Linked DNA regions of Mus musculus: all the other regions are linked to region 1. A link is a contact called in public promoter capture Hi-C data. All regions are on one chromosome and are shown on one strand. The core of a region is the stretch at or near the end of the contact, and the rest is flanking DNA. Distances in the headings are between cores, read along the strand shown. Region 1 holds the start of Farsa (phenylalanyl-tRNA synthetase, alpha subunit). Region 2 holds the start of Asf1b (anti-silencing function 1B histone chaperone). Region 3 holds the start of Il27ra (interleukin 27 receptor, alpha).

Region 1 (3,551 bases), core at 495-2,994:
CCTTCTGGGCTTGAGAGAGAGAACAAGCAACACCTGGCCTCATCCAAACCCTGCAGATGGGTTTTTCACCCAAGAAATTTCGGATTTCAACCAATGATGTTCATAGGGAAATGAACATATACAGACCTCATCTTCTAACAGAAGCCCAGTGTAACACACCCTTGATAGTGTTCTGAACATGACTGCAGATGGTTCTGATAGTGGCCAGGTCCTTTCTGTTACCCCACCATTTGTCAACCCGGAGCCTTTTCTTTGTCTTTCCAAGAAGACTCAGCTCCACATTGATGTGATTGAAGTCCCTCCACAGAGTCCCCCTGGGGCCACTTCACAATGACTGTGCACCCCTTCAGAGTGATGTCGACATTTTCTGGAATGTCGACAGTCTGATTGCTGAGAATGGTCTTCATTCTCGCAGTAGATGGGGCAAAGAGAGTTGAGCCTCATTTTTTAATGATTTATTTAATATATATACACTGTAGCTGTTTTCAGACACACCAGAAGAGGGCATCCGATCTCATTACAGATGGTTGTGAGCCACCACATGGTTGCTGGGATTTGAACTCAGGACTTGTGGAGGAATAGTCAATGCTCTTAAGTACTGAGCCATCTCTCTAACTCCAAGCCTCATTTTTTCTCTTGTAAAGTAGAAGAGATTTATATAGTATCTACATTATGAATTTTAGGGAGAACTTAAAATCCCTGAAGTACTCCATGCAGGTCAGCAGGCTTTGTGACTGTCTTAAGTGAATCCCTCCTCCCTAAACATATATGGTTCCCTACCCAGATTCCTTTTGAAAATGTAAAAAAAGTTAACATCTGTAGAGTGGGGCCCTGGAAAGATGGCTCAGCTCTTAAGAGCGCTTGTTAAATATTAAGTATTAAGCTGTTAAGTTCTCTTGCATAGGACCATAGTTCAATTCCCAGAATCCACTTGATGGTTCACAAACTTCCAAAGCTTCAGTTCCATGTGATCTGATGGCCATCTTCTGACCTCTGAGGCCACCATGCACACATATGGTGCATAGACATATATACAGACAAAAACCTCACACATAAAAATAAAGTGAATAAATCTAAAACAACAAAAACATCAATAGAATGGTCATGCCTGAAGCCCACCACTCAGTGCCACCTTCTCTCTAGGTAAGAGAGATTTTTAAAAAAATTTTTTTTTTGGTTTTTCGAGATAGGGTTTCTCTGTGTAACCCTGGCTGTCCTGGAACTCACTCTGTAGACCAGGCTGGCCTCGAACTCAGAAATCTGCCTGCCTCTGCCTCCCAAGTGCTGGGATCAAAGGCACGCACCACCACTGCCCGGCTGAGAATTCTTGAAGGATGGCAGTGATCTGAGCCTGCTAGTGGTGGCTGGATGAAAATTATTGGGGGAAACCAATAGAATTTCAGTCAAGCCTTAGAGTGATTGTCTGTAATCCTAGCACTTGGGAGAAGTAGGCAGGAGATGAGGAGGTCAAGTCTAGCCTCTGCTAAAGAAGACCTGTTTCAAGATATAAAACAAAAATCCCAAAAGAAAACTACTTTTGCCCTTCAAGTCATCAAATTGACTTCACTAGTTAACTAAAAGCCACTGGGGTCAAACTACATGCAGCATCCTGAATCCCTTAAGTACATTTGAGGCTCATTTGCCACACTTAAGATGGCGACGACCAGCTTCCAAGTCGCCCTTTGCGCCACACTAAAAATGGCAACGCACGCGCTATCGCGACTTCCGGTTCCAGTTCCGGTCCCCTAGTCAGGTCCGGCGGCCTGCACACGCCAAGCACGCTGGGAGTAGCCATGGCGGATAATCCCGTTTTGGAGCTGTTGCTGCGGCGGCTGGAGGTAGCTGATGGCGGTCTGGACAGCGCGGAGTTGGCTACGCAGCTGGGTGTGGAGCACCAGGCGGTGGTGGGCGCAGTGAAGAGCCTTCAAGCTCTGGGTGAGGTGAGTCCAGGCGTGCCGCGGCTCGGCCTCGCTTTCATACCGGCAGCCCCATTATTTCTGGTGAAGGGACATTACGTGCTGGTGCACCGTGGGGTGCGCTGGTGGGAAGTCTGGAACAGTTTTCGTTTCTCAAGTGACTAATGTCTGTTAAGGCGAAAACATGGCACATGTAGGGGTGTGACAAGACGAGTCGCTTCCCGGAAAGGGGTTGCAATCTAATGGGGAAACACAAATGACCAGAGTGATATGAAGGCTCAGAGAACTAGCTGTGACAGTTGACTTAGCGTTGCGGGACAGAGAGCCGGGATCAGGTACAGATGGAAACTGACTCGAGGCCAATGGAGGAAAACGATGGCATCCAAGACATCAGTGGCAGGGCATTGGTGTGGGATTATAGGCCGCAGAGACCATCAGGGCAGAATTAAATGGTTCTGTAAGGTTCCTGTTTTCCCCTTTTATCTCCATGTTAGGGCCTTCTGCTGCTAGTCAAAAGCTACACCCTAAAAATATGGTTGCTATCTGGACCAGGCTGGCCTCCAATTTACCAAGATCCATGTGTCTTCAGAGAGCTGGGATAAAAGGCTTATGCCACCAATACTCACCCTCTTAGAGTTATTGTTTTTTATGTATATATGTGTGCCTGCCTAAGTTATGTGCACCACAAGCTGGAGGAAACCAGAAGAGGGTGGGAACTTAAGTCATAGATGGCTGTGAGCTTCCATGTAGGTGCTGGGACTTGAACCTGGTTCCTCTGCAGGAGCTATTGCTCTTAAACCACTGAAGCACCTCTCCACCACACTTTGTACTTTTTTCTTTTTAAAAATTTTTTGTAGGTTTTTACTGTCTTTGTTCAGTTTTTCAGGCTGGGTCTCCTTACATAGCCCTGGATATGCTGTAAGCCACTATGTAGGCCAGTCCAGCCTCAGATTCACAGAGATCCACCTGCCTCCGCCTCTCGAATGCTGGGATACTTTTTAACCTTGAAACAGGCCCTCACTGTCCAGTCTGGCCTTGAACTCACTGTGTATGAGTTCACGAGCTTTCCTTACCTCAGGTTCCCAACAGCTAAGATTACACGATTTTACCACCATGCACAGCCTGCTTTGTGTGTCTTTATCTCAGGAGAAGAATGGAGAACTATACTAGGAGTTGTAGCCAGCCAGATTGTATTCTCTGTATTAGTTTTCAGAAGGAATACCAGGCTAAACTGAGAGCTGGGGTGGGGAGCTGAGAGCTGAGGCTGGAACATCCCTAAACTGGAGGGCATAGTGTCCGATATGGGGAGGCAGGTGACCCAAGATTCAGGGTAAGGAAGAGGGGCAGAGAGGAAACCCATCCTTCCAGCATTGGCAAACATACTAGGAAGAAATGAATGACGAGGGATTTGTGGACCACTCAGGAAGCAAGATCCATGAGGCCAGGCTCTCGGTTGTTTATTTCTTGAGCACAAGTTCTGTACTCAAGTTCAGCTCTGTTCTGTAGTCCTTGCCATAATCTTAGGATGCTGACATTGTTTTTGGGTCTTGCACATAAGACAGCTGGTGCTTAGTGTAGTGACCCAGCAAACGTCACTAGTTGTACACACTGCAGTCCTCAGTGTTGTGGATAGAT
Region 2 (3,551 bases), core at 284-2,783, 900 kb before region 1:
ATGGTTGTAAGCCACCATGTGGTTGCTGGGATTTGAACTCAGGACCTTCAGAAGAGCAGTCGGGTGCTCTTACCTGCTGAGCCATCTCACCAGCCCCTTACATTTTCAACTATAAATTTTGTGAAATATAAAAGGTCAGATACCTCTTTCAAATAAAAGTGGACAGTCCCATGCTAGGTTACAGACCTGTTTGAAATGTGAAACACATACAGGATCCCAAAGACTTCTCAATGAGTAAAAAGGTGCAGGATAGCTCATTGGTGTTTTTAGAATGGTCATATTTGAAATGATTATTTTTGTCCTATTTAGTTAAGTGTCTATTAAAAATCATATTCATTGCTTCTTGGCCTTTTTGCATTGGCCAAGTATGAAAACTAATTTACTTACTTCCCCAAACTCACTGTGTAGATCAGGCTGGCCCACAGAAGTCTGCCTACCTCTGAGTCCTGAGATTAATGGCACGCATCTACCTTTCCATTTTGTTTTAACCTTTAAAAGATGTGATTGGTAAAGGTTGTGTAAGAAGCTATGACAGGGTATAAAGAACCAGAAAGTAAGGAGAAAAGGTAAGTTTCACAGACAGCGGCAGTTAACTGGTTTGGTTTTGGATCAGGGTTTCTCTGTGTAGCCCTGGCTGTCCTAGAACTTGCTCTGCAGACCAGGCTGGCCTCGAACTCACAGGTCCACCTGCCTCTGCCTCCCGTGTGCTGGGATAAAAAGCGTGCGTCACCGAGCCCGGGCTGAAAGACAGAGTGCAGAGGCAGGATTCAAACCCTGGTCTGTCCACGAACCAGAACTCCCTTCGGACTGAGACTCGATCCTGTATCCCCTCTCATCGCTACGCCATCTTGTCTCAGGGGTGATCTAAACCTTCTCGACAGTCTCCTCGACCATGATTTTCAAAGGTAGGAACCCCTCAGGGTAGTCCCCAGAAACGCTCACCTGCTGACAGCCGCCTAAACCGCCCAGGCCACTCTCTCCTCCTTAAAGCTTTTCACTGTGAGGGTGTGCGATTTCCACAGCTCTCCAGCCCGGCGTTCCTCACGCCCACCATAATAGCCAATCACGTCTCAGAAACCCGCTTACGGCCACGCCCACGATCGATACTCAATCACTGCGAGTGCGAGTGCCGTCTTCTCAGCGCGTTTTAGTGAGAGTCGCGCGCCACCGTTCGGCCGTTGGTGGCGCTGCTCTCTGTGAGGTGCGTCTACCGGAAAAGCGGAACGAGGGGCGGGGGATGCCGGTGCGGTAACCCTTGGGATTGGACAAGAGAAGTTCCGCGCTCTAACTCCGCCCACCCCGGAGCGAGCTATTCCAGTCGGAGACTCCAGGGATTGGTTCCCGATAGACCTTTACGAAGCTAAGAGATTAACGTTCCGCCTCCTGGGGCCCGTGAAGAGGGAGCTTCTCTGATTGGTCTGAGGGTCCAGGCGCGCGCCTGAAGACGCCTCGAGATTGGCTGATGGCTCGCGCCGTCATCGGTCCTTAGCGGCGATTGGCTGGAAGGCGGAGCCGGCTATTTGAAGGGAGCGCGCTGAGCGGAGGAGCGCTTCAGAGGGAAGAGTTGGGAGACGCAGGGAGGTTTCCGTCCTGTCGTCCCCCCCTTCTTCTCTGTCGCAAGTCACTGTGAAGAAGTCTCCACAGCAGCTGCGGCTCCCGGGCGCGGTGATGGCCAAGGTGTCGGTGCTGAATGTGGCTGTGCTGGAGAACCCGAGCCCTTTCCACAGCCCCTTCCGGTTCGAGATCAGCTTCGAATGCAGTGAGGCCCTGTCTGACGGTGAGGCCGGGCCTGAGCCGGGGACCCCAGACCCTCCTGCCCTCGGGGTTTCGCCACCCCCAATCTCCCGGGGCCAACTAGATCTCCCATTAGATACGCCTCCATGGCCCAGCTCCGGTCTCTCGGTGGAGCCGGCTCTGTCCAGTGTACATTGTCTGGTGGAGGCCTCGTCACCCTTCGTCTTGCACCGCTTGTCCTTGTACGCTTTCCCTGGAGACCCGCAGCCACGCCTTTTCCCTATGGCTAGACCCCGCGTTGATGCCCTTCCTCCTAAGAAACCATCCACGTGTCCTATGGAATCCCAACCTCCAGTCCCGTCCCCCCCCCTTTTCCTTGTGGGTATCTTTTCCTACAAAGCAGCCAGACTCTTCTGTTGCCCTGTCCGCCCATGTCAAGACCTTCTTCACCCCATGGCTCCCAAAAACCCCCTCCCCAGACAACTCCAGATTTGTCCCCCACAACTCCTGCTTGCCAACCGTAACAACATGGTGTTGCCTATAAGCCTTCTTCCTTTAGGTTAGTCCCAGATCCTATGTCTGAGCTCCCTCTGAGGAGAGATGGGGGCTTCTGACTCCAGGCTTTGTAGGTAACTTGGTCTCCCCAGCTCCTGGTCTGGGTGAATGTCCTGAGGTGAGGGGTGCCACAGCCAGGCAGGCCTCTTCCAGTTTCTGAGATTTCTACTAGCTGCCAGCTAACTCAGTGCAAGGAACCCCTCATCCCTTTTGATGGGCTGACCTTGTCTGGGGAGTGGGTGGACTGACCAAACAGGGATGGGATCCAACTTCCATCAACTGGGAGGCCACGGGCTTTTGTGGATCTTTCACAGAATGACTTAATTCATCTGTGGGACATAAAGGTGGACATGGCTCTCATCACACAGATGAGAGAACAAGAGCCATAAAGAGCAAAAGACTTTCAAATAAATCCATGAACATGTAAACTGTGAAGTCACTTTGGATTCTCAGCTCCCCAGCAAAAGGCAAGTCCTGTTTTCAGAGGACCTGCTTTCAACACTCCACGAGACCATTTCTCTACTGAGTGTTGAAAGGATGTAGCAGCTGAGGAGGTGGAGCTCTGAGAGCCTAGGCTGTGGCAACTAGTGCCTCTTGGTGGCTGTTGGTGGTATTCAGTTAAGGCCAGCCACTCCTGTTCACTTGGAGCTGCTATGTGTGTGCTTGGGGTGGGTCAGTGGCTCAGCCTCTCCCTAGTTTCTTACCCCTTAAGTTTAAATGAATCTACTTATGACTAACTATAGAATAAGCTGGGTTAAATCCTTACTGGAACAAGGCAGGGTGTAAATAAATAAATAAAAGGTAGAGTAACAGTGTGGAATACGATTTATTTGGAAGCCAAGAGGAGATATAAGGAGCTGATAGATTAAGGGATTCACAGTTCCCAGATGCTGAGAGATCAGGTTTCAATCAGTCTGTTTGTGCTCCTTGCATTTAAAAATGGTTGCATGGTCATTGCCTAGTATTACTTTTATTCCTTATTTATAGAACCAGAACAGCGAGGCTAGAGTCAGCCTGTTGGTCATGTTTTAATAGGAGCAGGGTGATTTTTCCAAGTCAGCCAGATAGTAGTAGAAGCATTATCATTGAAGTTTGTCTCTGAGTTCTGAGTCCAGATTGTTTTTATTTATTTATTTTTTTTTTTAGTTTAATTTGTGGGTGTGGGCCAGAGAAACTGCAAGTGGTCTTTCTCAATTGCTGTCCACCTTTTTTTGTTTTGTTTTGTTTTGTTTTTTGTTTTTTGTTTTTTCCAGACAGGGTTT
Region 3 (3,551 bases), core at 359-2,858, 810 kb before region 1:
AGAGGCCGTCCCTTTTGTGTCCCCCAGATGAGGAGTTTGTCAGCCATGGTGAACTGTTCCCGGGGAATGGTCACCCAACTCTGTTTGGAAGGCACCTTCACCTCCCAGACTCTATTGGGATGGCTGTGAGGAGAGATTGGGAAGAGATGCTCGTTGGCACAGCCTAAGCCCCAGGCTAAGCTTCCAGCCCTGCACCAACTTCATGCCTCACCCTGCTCTGCTTGGGGTCTGAATCCCTTGCTCTTAAGTCAACACCGTGACCTGAGGAGAGTGACTTAACCTCTCTGTTCTTCTTTAAAATGTATGCAGTACACCTACTTTCTGAAAGAACTCAACAGTGGGCCGGGTGACTGACAGTTTACACCCGACAGTTCACAGCTGTCATCCCAGCACACAGGAGACGAAAGCAGGATTGTTAGAGGCCAGCTTCACAGGGTAAGACCCTGTCTCAGAAAACATGCTGTTCCCCGGGGCTCCTCCCAAGGTGCTTTTTCTTTGTCCTTTACTTAGCGCAATTGAAATGAAGTTTCCAGATACACTCTCCCCTGGACCCTGAACCCCAAACCATACCAGAACCAGCTATTGTTGTTGTGATTACAAGCGCTACACTGACTTTTTTTTTTTTTTGAGACAGTTTCTTACAGCCCACGCTGATCTCAAACTTGTTGTGAAGCTGAGGTCGCTCTTGAACTCCTGATTTTCTTGCCTCCATCTTCCAAGAGCTGTGTTTGCAGGTGTGTGTCACCATGCTGCTTAGAGTGAACTCAGAAATTCAAGTTACCTGCCCGATGTCGTACAACAACGATATTAACCTGCTTTCTAGTGCTCAGCAGTTTTTCTTTGCCATGTGCCTACCGTGCTGATGGGCAGAATCAATCATGGCAGGCCTGTGCCGTCATTACTGTGGGGGTGGGGGTGGGGGTTGAGAGAGGGAAAGTGGTCAGACCTGAGTTATGCCATAAGGGAATGAGTGGGCTAGCCTGAGGGTTGTGAGAGTGTGGACCGAATTCTCAGTAGCCGGACTGAGGGGCGGGCGGTGATCCTCTTAACAAAATTCGCTTGAAATCTGAGTGACCACTTTCCGTCCTCAGTTTCCCCTAGACCACTCCAGGGTACTCACTATTTCTGACTCTGGTGATACAGCACAGGTGGAGTCTCCAGGTCGCCCAAAGGTTCCCAGGAGCAGTTCAGGATTCCCAGGGGACCGACGCTGTAGCACTGCAGTGGACCTGGACTGCCTGCAGGGGCGCAGAGAGCCGAGAGGACCGTGGTCAAGTTCCCCGGGGCCTGAACTTGCTGGACTGTGGATGCGTCCATCCTCTGGTACAGTGGTAGTGCAGTACCGGAGCGCAGGGCCTGGCACGTGCTGGGATGGCGCAGAGGGAGTCCCGGGCCCCTTTCCGACCTGCTACATCCTGTTGTCGCCCAGTTCCCGATGCCCTACAACTGTGACCCCGAGCCAGCCACTCACGAAGCTGCTCACCGTGGGGCCGCGTCCCGAGCAGCAGCGACATCAGCGACAGCAGAAGCTCCAACGGCGTGAGGCGTGCAACCCGGAGCCGGTTCATGGCTCCCAGGGACAAGTGACACCACCAGGCTTGGGGCTTACAGCCTGCGGGAAGGAAGCCACCCCGCCCCTGGCGGGAAGTCCCCAAATCCGCCCACCCCCAGCAATGATACGCACGCGTGCAAATGCTCAGAACTGAACCTTTATTTTATGTGGTGAGGAAGTCTGAGTACTGAGGACCAGGGGCTCTGTTTTGGGGTGGGGGGGAGGTTAGCCAGGGACAGTGGCGACAATTAGGGCCGGACTGAGGGTGGAGGTGGGGCAGACTCTAGTGTAGCCAGTTTAAGAAGATGGGCATCTGGTTGCTGCTGGGCTGCTGGGGGTGAGGTTGTGGCACGGAAGAACTCAGCCATGAAAAACAAGTTTCTGTTTGGCTGGATAGAGGAGGGGCCGGCAGCAAGGTGGGGAAAGGTTGGCAAGTAGTGTATGCATCTTGGCAGAGGGTCTGTAAGGAGACAGTGGACCCCTTGGTGCCTCGCCTGTAGGAATGCTCTTGAACATCGCACAGCTGACAGCAGCTTGCAGGCACGGCCCGCTTCTCCATTGCTCAACCCTGATCCTAGCACAAGCTGCTAATTTGGCTCTTGCTACAGCCCCACTCGCAGCAACTGCTGGAAAGGCCAGCCAACACATCTCTGCTGCCCCGAACCACTCCAGGTGACCCTTGCCAGCTGGCTCGACCACCGTAGAAAGCCTGGGGGGATTTGGTTAGGGCCAGCCACTCGCTGGAGCCCACCGCTTCATCCAGCTCGCTGGCCAGGTGGTCTGTATTGGCTTCTCCATCAGCGAAGAAGTCCCCTGCAAAAGCAAAGAGGAAGAATCAGGGCTTAGCCCACTTACATCTCCAGTCTGGAGGATCAAGGTTGCGGTTCTGAGTTTGATTTCATCCCCTCGAGGGTTCAAATGCTGGCTCTGTTGTCAGTTTCAGTGCTAAGCTGGACTTTCCTGTCACTGAGTTCATGCGATTCTTTATTTAATGTGGACGGCGTAGATGAAAATATGCATTTGGGAGCTAGGCTCCCTAAATCAGAATAGTAAATGACATTACTTCCGTCTCCCTCCTAGGCTCAGTTTTCTTTTCCACAAAGCAGGGGAGGGGGAGGGGAGATAATAATAACTTCTACTTTTTTTTTTTTTGGCTTTGTCAGGAGTATCAGACTGGATGCCCGCAAAAGCACAATACTATGGGATACATGAGGAGCACTCAAGTGAACACTGATCATTTATTGACCGTCTTGTTTGCTTTACCGAATTCACTTCTTCCAGCCTCTCAGTGACAGCTACTGAGTTTGCTGCTGTTGCCACCTACTTACTATTCACTAATTGGGACCCTGGCTCCTCATCAGGCTTGTGTGAGGACACAGCCATTTAGCCATAGAGCTACTGTTTTGAGGCAGGCACACTCCTAACCTGCGCATGCATCCATCTGTCTGTCCATCATTCACCACCCACACATCTCTCTTTCATCATCATCTTCTTCCTCCTCCTCCACTCCGTTTTTTGGTTTTGCGATTTTTTTTTTTTTGAGACAGGGTCTTAGGCTGTCCTTGAGTTCATGACCATCCTGCCTCAGCTTCCCAGAGTGTTGGGATTCTAATCACAGTCTCCCAAGCCCACTGTGTCGCCTCTTTTGTCTCGCCTCTAAGGAGCTGCACTCTCCTGATTGGCCTCCTGCTGCTCCAGCCACACTAAACAGTCTGCCCCGTTAAAGAATTCTGCAAGGTCTCACCCACTGGGTCTACCATTTCACCAGGAATGGTCTCTGCAGGAGGTAGCAAGGGCTAGAGAGGCCAGAAGGTGGCGAAATCAAGCCCTGTGCCTAGCATCCCGCTCCCTCTCGGCAGACTGGGATAAAAAAACCTGATGTGCCCTCACCCAAAGGGAGGCACCTTAGGGGCAGCGGCACCTCTGTGTGGTGTCATGCTACACACAGCCAGGAAAAGGTAGCCTAATGGCTTTCTGATTTCCACACCCCTGCCTTTAA

What was found. Promoter capture Hi-C pulls out the DNA fragments that hold promoters and counts their contacts.
Region 2: a contact with region 1 is called in a promoter capture Hi-C map of cranial neural crest. The contact joins the promoter of Asf1b here to the promoter of Farsa in region 1. A contact is called at or near these places in 3 of 39 promoter capture datasets (cranial neural crest, hippocampal neurons and pre-B cells), 2 of 115 datasets of contacts at active chromatin or transcription factors (bone marrow-derived macrophages and embryonic stem cells) and 2 of 9 other capture datasets (adipose tissue and liver).
Region 3: a promoter capture Hi-C map of embryonic stem cells shows a contact between it and region 1. The contact joins the promoter of Il27ra here to the promoter of Farsa in region 1. A contact is called at or near these places in 14 of 39 promoter capture datasets (the 3T3-L1 cell line, the C10 cell line, cranial neural crest and 9 more), 2 of 115 datasets of contacts at active chromatin or transcription factors (embryonic limb bud and fetal liver) and 1 of 9 other capture datasets (adipose tissue).

The regions. Positions count from the first base shown.
Region 1 is chr8:84,855,242-84,858,792 of GRCm38.p6, forward strand. It overlaps Farsa (phenylalanyl-tRNA synthetase, alpha subunit), which reads left to right and starts at 1,745. Exons shown (of 13, transcript NM_025648.3): 1 at 1,745-1,940. The coding sequence starts at 1,794. 1700122E12Rik (a long non-coding RNA gene) reads left to right here. Exons shown (of 3, transcript XR_106144.5): 3 at 1-1,424.
Region 2 is chr8:83,954,161-83,957,711 of GRCm38.p6, forward strand. Asf1b (anti-silencing function 1B histone chaperone) reads left to right here and starts at 1,534. Exons shown (of 4, transcript NM_024184.2): 1 at 1,534-1,777. The coding sequence starts at 1,669. It overlaps Gm10644 (predicted gene 10644), which reads right to left and starts at 1,173. Exons shown (of 5, transcript NR_169070.1): 1 at 943-1,173.
Region 3 is chr8:84,040,967-84,044,517 of GRCm38.p6, forward strand. Il27ra (interleukin 27 receptor, alpha) reads right to left here and starts at 1,609. Exons shown (of 14, transcript NM_016671.3): 1 at 1,484-1,609; 2 at 1,121-1,238; 3 at 1-123. The coding sequence starts at 1,568. Rln3 (relaxin 3) reads right to left here. Exons shown (of 2, transcript NM_173184.1): 2 at 2,101-2,365. The coding sequence ends at 2,127.